2 separate regions of the Rattus norvegicus genome follow, and region 1 is linked to region 2. Evidence: chromatin contacts called from public Hi-C data. All regions are on one chromosome and are shown on one strand. Each heading gives the region's core, a stretch centred on a gene start, on an enhancer-like site or on the middle of the called end of the contact. The rest is flanking DNA. Distances are from core to core; before and after follow the strand shown.

Region 1 (4,464 bases), core at 1,622-4,121, 210 kb after region 2:
GATGTGAACCTTAGCAACAAGGTACACAGCTGTAATTCACATAGGAAGTGGGAGTCCATTGGATGAGAAGTATTATTGTAATCTTTACCGTCATTTCCCCTGCAATTCTTGCTATTGTTTCCTTTACCCAAAGGAGCTTTGACCTCACTGTTTCCTCCTGAATCTCATTGACATTGCTCAACTAGTCTATAGTGAGATTCTATAGGAGTTTGTGTCCTTCTGAGTCAAGTGGGAGCCACCAGAACCCTTACTTCAGGACCATGTCATAACATTAATTATTCTTCCCTGTGGAGATCAGATGTTTGCTCCCACAGATCATGGGGAGCCTTTTCAAAGACATCATGGCTTCTTCAGTAGGCCCCAGTTCAGCTTCCAAACACAGAAGACGCTTGGAAAGTGAATGGAGGAGAAAGAAAATGCACTGCATGTTTCAAGCATATGGGGTGCTACTTTCAGGATGATTCTTAGATTTGATTGGACTATAAACGTAGAGATTGGCACTCCAGCATTGACCTGCTTGCCTTTTGCACTCCCTTACTCCCTTAGCTTAAACCATGTCTTCTTTTCCTCAGTTTTCTCATCCATCAAGTGGAAATCTGTCCTAACTTACTTTCACTTACTATGATAAATCCTATGGCCAAAAGCAATTTGGGAAAGGGTTTGTATATTGAAGTTCATCATGGAGGGAAGACAAGGTAGGCAGTCAAGGCAAGAATATGGAGTCAGGAAGTGAAGTAGAGAACCTAAAGGAACTCTGCATACTGGCTTGCTCCTCTTGGTTTGCCTAGGAGTGGTGCCACCCACAGTGGACTGGACCCACATCAGTCAGTAGTCAAGTCAGATATGCCCACTGGCCAGTCTAATGGAGATAATTCCTCAGCTGGGGTTCCTTCTTCCTGTGTGACTCTAGTTTGTATCAAGTTGACAAATGCTAACCAGCACAAGACCCAGAGGACCCACAAAGAAGGTCTGGTCATAGTGTGTAGGAACTGTGGACATGGCTGTCCATTCGGTATGTGCGACCTACTGAGAAGTGTAAGCTCTTCTGTTTTAGCGGTGTTGGGCTCGAGCACAGGGCCTTGCAGATGTTGAGCAAATTCTTTAAGGCTGAGGTACTGCAACAGCCCAGTTCTGTAACCTTCTAGTTCATTTGGAGTCCTTGTGAGCATTTAGTCCACCAAATCCCGTGTTTACACAACATGCATGTCTTCGTGTCTTCTGTGATGTTTAAAAATACCTCTGAGGAAAAGGAGGATAGTTGAGCATGAGTGCTGGGCAGGGATGTTTAGGGATTAGGTTTTGTTTAGGAATTACTGTCCCTTCATTTCTTTATTCCATCATGCTCTTGGCTGTCTTCCCTCACTCTCCTCCATGACTCTCCTCCATAATAGACATGTACATTGAGTCTCTGCCACCCATGTGTTCACATTATCCTGCAGGACATTGTATAAAAAATTAGAGGTGGTTTATGTCTAGATGGTCCAGCTCAATGGCCGCCCAAAGCTGCAGAGCTCTTGAAACACGGTGGGCATGACTGAGGGCCTGGAAGCTTTATTTGACTAAATTTAAGTAACTTAAGAAACCAGATGTCCCTGGTGGCTGTTGTATTACACAATATGAAGAAGGCTCAGACAAAAGGCCACACTGTGCCTTGCTCCTGAGGGTCTCTGGTCCACAGGGGTCAGACATTGTGACTGACAATCAGCAATAGAACAAACCTGAACGTGGAGACTGGTGGCCAGTGCTGAGAAAAATGGTGCTGTCATAGGATCCCAGAAGACGCTAGCCCAGAGTGCAGACCGGCAAGCCTCAATTCTGTTTTCTCGTAAGATTTATTTTTTGTGTGTATGTACGTGTGCCCGAGTGAATTCATGTATGCTATGTATGTATGGGTACCTGTGAGGGACAAAAGAGGGTATCAAACCTCCTGGAACTGTAGTTACAGGCAGTTGTCAGCCACTCCTTGTGGGTGCTAGGAACTGAACTCAGGCCGCCAAGAGTTGTTACTGCTCTTAACTCCAGAGCCATCTCTCCAGCCCTTGTTTGCTTGTTTTTAAATTGTGTGTATGGGAGGGGAGGGGAGGGAGCAGTGACTATGAGCAAATGTATGCTGTGGTGCGCACCTCATAGGAAACAGGATCTCCCTAGACACTCACTGCTGCATAGGCTATGCTACCTGCCCTGTGAGCGTCTCATGGACCTTCTCTGCCCCCCATGTCCTGGTAGAAGCTCCTGCTTTGTGAATGTCTACACCACCTCACCTGCTTTGGATTGGCTTCTGAGGATCCAAGTGCAGGACATTGTTCTTGCACAGCATCTCCCCAGCGTGAAACAAACAAGCAAACAACCCTATTATCTTGTGTGCATGTGTCTGGAGGTCAGAGGACAATTTCTTGGAGTCTATTTTCACTCTGTGGATCCCCAGGGATGGGACTTGGGTCACATGGCACATGGCAAATACTTCCTGCTTGCCAAACCCAGGGCAGCTACTTCCTGTACATGCTAACACACTGCAGCTTGTTGGGGTGGTTACCACCAGCTACAGAGACGGCACTTCTGAGATTCAAGTCTGTGACTGTCTCGTCTCCCAATTTTAGCTTCTTACTGAGCTGAGCCTGAACCCCATGCAGCCTGCTTCCCGATTTACCCTTCCACCTCTCCAGAATCCTCTGCTGGATTCTTTTTCACTCTGGTTCTGGGTAACCAGTGATCCACCCCCATTAGGCCCCACCCCTGCTGAAGGCCCGTTTCATATAACCGGCTTAGCACTTGGTAAAGAATGAGGTGACAGCGAGGCCACAAGCTGATAAATACACTGGTATTTACCTAATGCCGGACCTCACTATGATTGATGTCTGTGTTGTTGAGCAGGGTGTCACATGTTCATGCTGTCATCCTGGTCTCGAGATGACTGTGAGGATGGGGCCAAGTCATTTCACAATTTGGGTGAGCGTTCCAAGCTTCTCGGAAGACCGACGCATTAGAAATTCGAAGTATGAAATTAAAGGTGCGATCTCCTAGTCATTTTACTTAGCACCTTCTGCATTGTGTCTTCTCAGCACATCAGGTGAGAGCCTCCTCCCCCTACTGCTCTCCCATGTGCAAACAAAGGCTTACAGAGAAGAGAGCACTTTGAAGGAAGATTTCTCTTGGAAAACCATATAACCGATTGCATTTGTGTCCCCAGCCAGGCCCGAGCCACTTCTGTCTTCTCTGTTGAAAGGTACTGATCCTGGGGCCTCCAGCACCAGCTCCAGGCTGGTTCTTTTAAGGGAAGCCCAGCAGTGTGTACTTCCCACAAGGTGGTTCTTGGATATGATATGATACCTTCCCCACCTCCCCACCTCCAGGCAGTCACCTGCTTGGTTCATTCCAAACCCGAGTTTAGATTCCCAGCTATTTTTTTTGGGGGGGGGGGAGTTGACAGGTCTGAGTTAAAGCGATGAACTTAATCCTCTCTTGGAATGCTGGAAGGAGTTTGTGGGGATCTCTGTAGCATCTAAAATTATCTGCCCTGCATATCCCACTATCGGGAAACAGATATGGCTCCGACAAGTCATCCTGATTTTTTTTTTTTTAAATAAAATTTTAAAGTCCTGAAAAGGCAGCTACCACCAAGCCTAGCTAACACCAGTCATTGGCTCTGTGGCAGGGTCTGTGTGCAACACTGTATAGTTGTACTATTCCTTACTTGCCTGGATAGACTCCACCACTCCACTTTTGGGCCCAGGAACCCAGAGCGCAGAGAATGGCAGCTGACCACACAGCTAGTAAGTGTTAGAGCCATAGTCAACAGCCAGATTTGGGAGCTCATCTCCTAATCAGGATAGCCGAGGCCCTGCTTGTTTGTTTATTATTTTAATTCCCAGGTAGCAAGTTGGTTGCAAAGGTTAGACCTTTGGCTCCACAGGATCGGAAAAGGAGAATCGGGAGGGGGAAAGGTTTGGGAATTGGGCAGGCATAAAGGTTGATCTGTCCCTTTCTTCATCTCCCGTGTTAGCTTAAAACCAAAGGCTCCAGATCAAGGAGCCCCTGCAGGGAGACTTTTCTAGCCAACCATCAATGCAGAGGGCCAGCATCTCTAAGGCGAGCACAGTTGAGAACTACAGCAAAAACAAGCTTGCTTTTCTCGTGGCCTGGACCAAGTGCTTGACTGGAGGCAAGTTCAGGGAAAGGAGCTCACAGTTCATGGCTTAAAGTCCATCTTGGCAGGAAGAGCACGCAATCCCAGAGCCTTACTCACCACCAGACGCACGGGCAAGCAGAGGGAGGGGAATGCTGTTGCTCAACTTTCTTTCTCTTTCCCCTTGGGGACTTCAGCCCAAGAGGTTGTGTCATCTACATCAAGAGAGGTCTTTTCTTTCTCACGTGCCTTCCCTGGAAAACCACCCTCACAGATAACACATAAATGTGTGCCTCAGAAACGCCCCCGTGGAAGCTTTCCTGGTGCTACCCTGGTGGAGC
Region 2 (4,742 bases), core at 1,614-4,113:
TTTTCGCCATCATTAGCTATCTTCTTATGAACTAGCAGCATCTCGATGCCTGGTGTGTGGAATGCTTGGGGAATGACCATGGGGACAATGGGTACCTAGGGTAAATGCTTCCATATCCCAAGTGCCCTACCAACACAGACATCACTAACCAATCAGACTACTAATCCAAGGAGTCACTACCTGTAGCCTTCAGTTAGTATGGGAGATGTTTTTCTTTATCATTCTAGCAAAGTGACATTCTATGAGTGAGTGTGAGTGTGCGTGTGCGTGTGTGTGTGTGTGTGTGTGTGTGTGTGTGTGTGTGCGCCTGCCTATGTATATGTGTGCTCACCAGTGTTCAGTCATGAGGGAGCCAGAGGTTGACATCAGGTAGCTCTTAATCACTTCTCCACCTTATTTCTTGAGACAGGGTTTCACTAAACTGGAGCATGCCATTTCAGCCAGGTTGGCTGGCCAGCAAGCCCCTGGGATCCAGAATCTGCTTGTCTCTGTTCTCCAGTGCCATGGTTACAGATCTGGGCTCTCAAGTTTTCCTTCTTGTTCAGCAAGCAATCCATCTATTTCCCTAGTGTCCAAAGTGACACTCTGATGGTTCTTTGTGCAGGGAAAAAACTGGGTCTCTATGCAAGGGCCTTTGATATTTTATTCTCGGTGGTGGTGGTCTTCTGCTGTTGGAGGTCAGCCTTCCTCGAGGGAGAAGCTTAGGAAAACTTCCCCCCAGTTAGAGATGGGAATACTACATGGTTCTTACTGGGCCTTGCCTCCATCAGTTAGACACTTACTCTATGACAGTCACATTCTACGGTAAGGCTCTATCTGGGATGACTGGAGGCCAACACTTCTCTGGTCCAGAAGCTTCCTTAGAACACTTTCTTTTCCCATTGCAATGCTCATTTCAGTAGCAAGCTTACCTGTTCATTTAGCTGTACTTTGATTTCTGCACACATAGGCTGATGAACATGTGTCCCACTGAACAAGGCTCACCTGTGCAGCTAATTGGTGGCTCTGTCTGTTTACAGCTCACACTTTCCGTGGGCCATTCCAGCTGCCCGCGGTGCCAAGTGAAGAATCTTTGAAAAATTTAAGGAAAACCATTCCTTTTACTAGAGGTTGTGATTAAACATATAAGACCGAAATCCACAATAATTCATACATACGATGTTTGCGTGACCCTTGCCCGACTCTTATGAATACATAACATGTCAGGTCTTTCTGAATACCACTTGGTATTCCCGGTTTTAGAACTGGGAATCCTGAGATGAAAAGTACAGGGCCGACGGGGGCAATGGTTTTTAAATGATCTGGGGCCATGTTCTGACCCAGTGCATGATATGGGTTACACCAGCTTTACTCAAGTACAGATGTATGTGCACGTGTGTGTGTAGACCAGAGGGCATCCTCATGTGTCTTCTTCAATGCTCCCCCTTAGTCTTTGAGGTGGAGTGTCTCAGTGCACATGTAGCTTGCTGATATAGCTCTACTGCTGGTCTCCGCTGTGCCCGAGTCCTAGCATCATATAAGTGTGTGTCGTCTCTGCACTTGGCTCTTTAATCTGGGTGCTGGGGATCATACTACTGTCCTTATGCCTGTGTGGTGAGCACTTCCTGACCAAGCCATCTGGCATGCCAACTCCTGATCTTTGCCTTCATTTGAGAAAGTTAACAGTGGGCAGCTCTTCCTAAGTAGCTTTGCACCCTCTACTCTTACAGTGGTGCAGCCGCCAGAAGCCAGGCTGAAGTTCAGATTTCAAAGCCTGCAAATGTGGCCTCTCCCTCTCCATTTTTGGATGGCATGATGAATAAACACAACACAAACAGAAAGCTACGAGCAAGCGAAAGAAACCAGCAGCAACAACTGCAAAATTGTGGCTCCAGAACGTAATTTATATGGCGGCACTCTGTCGAGCTGGGCCGTCGAGCTGGGGGCCATCTCTGTGAGCCTCAAACGGCCCAGAGTGCAGAAGCCCCATCTCCTGGGTTTGCATGGCCCCGGCTTAATGGATTATGCATTGGTCGCCCGTTTGAGAAGAAGCAGTAACATGCAGCTGGGCCATCAGTCCTGGAGACTGCACATGGAGCTGTTTGTCAATTATCCCTCCCCCCATCCTTATGGTATGGCCTTTCCTGTAATTACAGTCGAGATCCTATAGCCGGAGGAAGGGCTGTCAATTGAGTGGGAGGCTGATGTCCATCGCAGGGTGACAGGCCATTCTGAGGGCTTCAGGCTCATCCTGAGAGAGGCTGCTGGTTTCCTCCTTAGGCACTCGGCTGCCACCCGGTTTCCCACCATCAGAAGAACGGATGCACGAGTTCTGTGGCTGAGCCTGGAGGTCAGGCCCCTTGGACGGGAAGTGCTGCCGAGTGGAGATGAGCCATCGATCTACAGTTTTCTAAAACTGAAAACCATTATTTCACAGGCCACCCCTGTGCTTAAAGGAGATCTGAAAAGACGGGGAACAGAGTGATGGTTGAGTCTCGGCCCCAGGAAGTCAGTCTGAGTAGAGAGCCACAGAAAAATAATGGTTTTTTTTCCTTATTTTTATTAGTTCTTTGAGAGTTTCATACAATGCATTTTTATCTTATTCACCCCCTCCCTCACCCTCCTGGATCCATCTAGATCCCTACCCACCCAGCTTTATGCGCTCTTCTTTCTTAAAACCTTCCAAATATAATTTATACTACATATCTGCTCTTGGATATTTGGCCTTCACCGGATGGTGATCTACCCATCACCCCCTCAAGAAAATGGACACTCCTCCCAGTGGCTATCAGCAAGCCATAGCCCCTCAGCTGAAGGTGGGACTCTGTGTAGGCCCTCTCTCCATTCTCTGGGATTCTGTCCAGCATGAACCTGTGCAAGCCTGTGCGTATCGCCTCAACTGCTGTGAGTGCTTGTGTGCAACGGCTCGGCTGTGGCCAGGACACGCTGTTCCTTTGTAGCCATGCGTCACCTTTGACTCTCACATGTACCCTGACTTTCCGCCAAAATCGATGAGCTCTCGGCAGTTGTCCCTGGTCCTCACCTTGATGGGCTGCAGGTCTCCATACTCACTGCTGTCTACTACAAGGAGAAACTTCTCGAATGAGGGTTGACTGCTGCACTAATCTGTGGGTGTAGTGATCAGGTTTTACTTTAGACCAAGCATGCTTTTTTTCTTTTTTAAAGCTAACATGGATTATTTTCATAAGATTGAACGTCAAGGTCATTGAACTTGGTTCTCACGAGCAGAGATTTCATGGGTGGGAAAGGCTCTGGGGCTAGCATACAAAGTAATGGGCTGACTCACTGCTTCTCTTGCTTTGAGAACTTCCTGGGTTTGCATTGTTTATACGCCCCTCTGTCCAGACCCCTTCTGTGCCTACCACTCAAATTCAAGAACAGTCACCACTTCTTCTAAGTGCCCAGAGAGGTGTGCTCCAAACAGAAGAGTTAGCTCACTGTGGATGAGAAGCTATTTGGATGGAGGTAGACTGGACTGGCCTCCTCCTTCAGGGCCACCAGGACAGTGAGGGACAAGGGCTCGGAGTTTTGGGGGGTAGGGGGTGATAACAGTGACCCGCTTTCAGTGACTAGCCTGAGTAATAGCACGTCTACTCCTTGGCCCCCCACAGCTCAATAAATACATGTTCCTTGGGCTTCAGGCAGGATCCTACAGTGTAGGAGCTCAGCCTTCCCTTGGCAGGACTGTGGCTGGGTGAGAACCCCGGTTGTGGCTTAGAAAGAAATACCAGATTTCCAGATAATTTAAAAGACCATTATTCTGAAGGGAATTTGTGGGGGAAGTGTTTAATTAAAGTTAACATTTTAAATCAGCATCTAAAGTATTAGTATCTTAATGCTATTTACTTTCTAAAATTGTATTTTAAAATGTATATGTCTATGTAGTGTATGTATATTTGTAGTGGGACACACATATCAAAGCGTGCACATAGCGATCAGAGGACAAGTTGTGGGACTCGGTTTTCTCCACCACGTGCATTCTGGAGATTGGGTCTGCTCTGTCAGATTTGGCTGCAGGCTGAACATCTCACTGACCCCGTGAGGGCACTTTAAAACAAAGTTCCTTGTAATTTGTTTTCACTCAGTTCTTCTATCTCCTTCTCCTCCCCTCCCTTTCCTTTCCCTCCTCTCTATTCCGCTCCCCTCTCTTTCTGGTATCTTTGGGAGAGCATTGATGTCACCATGGGAGAGGTGGGAAAGGAGACTCTGAAAGACTCTACAACCATTTTGTGGTTCATTTTGACCTCTTCGTGTATCTCAAATCAGGGAGGTTTGCCACAGGGCATTCAGAGCTCGTAGGAGAGTGAAGGGAACCAGGTCTCAGCAAGAGTCTGATTCCAAACTGCACAAGTCCCGCTCACAAAGGTGGCCAGAAGCAAGGGCGCATCAGGTTGTACAGACTTAGCACGAGGGTGGCAGGGGCATTACGGGGAACCCCTGTCTTTAACTATACCGGGAACCTCCTGGGTCACCTTGCCTTCCTGGACGTTGGGAGACACGCACAATAATAATTGAGTCTGGAATGTTATAAAGGCTAAAGAAATAATTCTGAGGACTTTCAGTCTATTAACTATCTGAGGCTTCTTAATAGTTTGGCTTAAGGCAAAAATGATCTTATTCAAGTTTCATCCTTGTTGAGTCAATAATTAACTTAACCAACTTTGATTAAAACTGAATTTTCATAAGTATAAAAACCATCCGGGCCTTTCTTTTTCCATACAAAAAATGGTGGCAGTGAACTT

What was found. A called contact is a pair of places that touch in the nucleus more often than the background predicts.
Region 1: a contact with region 2 is called in a Hi-C map of liver, with 4 times the contacts expected there. The contact joins two enhancer-like sites. A contact is called at or near these places in 11 of 12 Hi-C or Micro-C datasets (the A7r5 cell line, Schwann cells, frontal cortex and 6 more).

What each region holds. Positions count from the first base shown.
Region 1 is chr19:59,893,985-59,898,448 of GRCr8, forward strand. All of the region lies in intron 8 of Wwox (WW domain-containing oxidoreductase), which reads left to right. Among named protein-coding and RNA genes, the nearest start is that of Trnal-cag16, 340 kb to the left of the region's middle. Within about 2 kb of position 2,872, at least 9 of the 93 cell types and tissues checked have an H3K27ac peak or open chromatin away from gene starts, as enhancers often do. A contact at or near this core is called in liver, where this site is marked.
Region 2 is chr19:59,679,313-59,684,054 of GRCr8, forward strand. All of the region lies in intron 8 of Wwox (WW domain-containing oxidoreductase), which reads left to right. Among named protein-coding and RNA genes, the nearest start is that of Trnal-cag16, 120 kb to the left of the region's middle. Within about 2 kb of position 2,864, at least 1 of the 93 cell types and tissues checked has an H3K27ac peak or open chromatin away from gene starts, as enhancers often do. A contact at or near this core is called in liver, where this site is marked.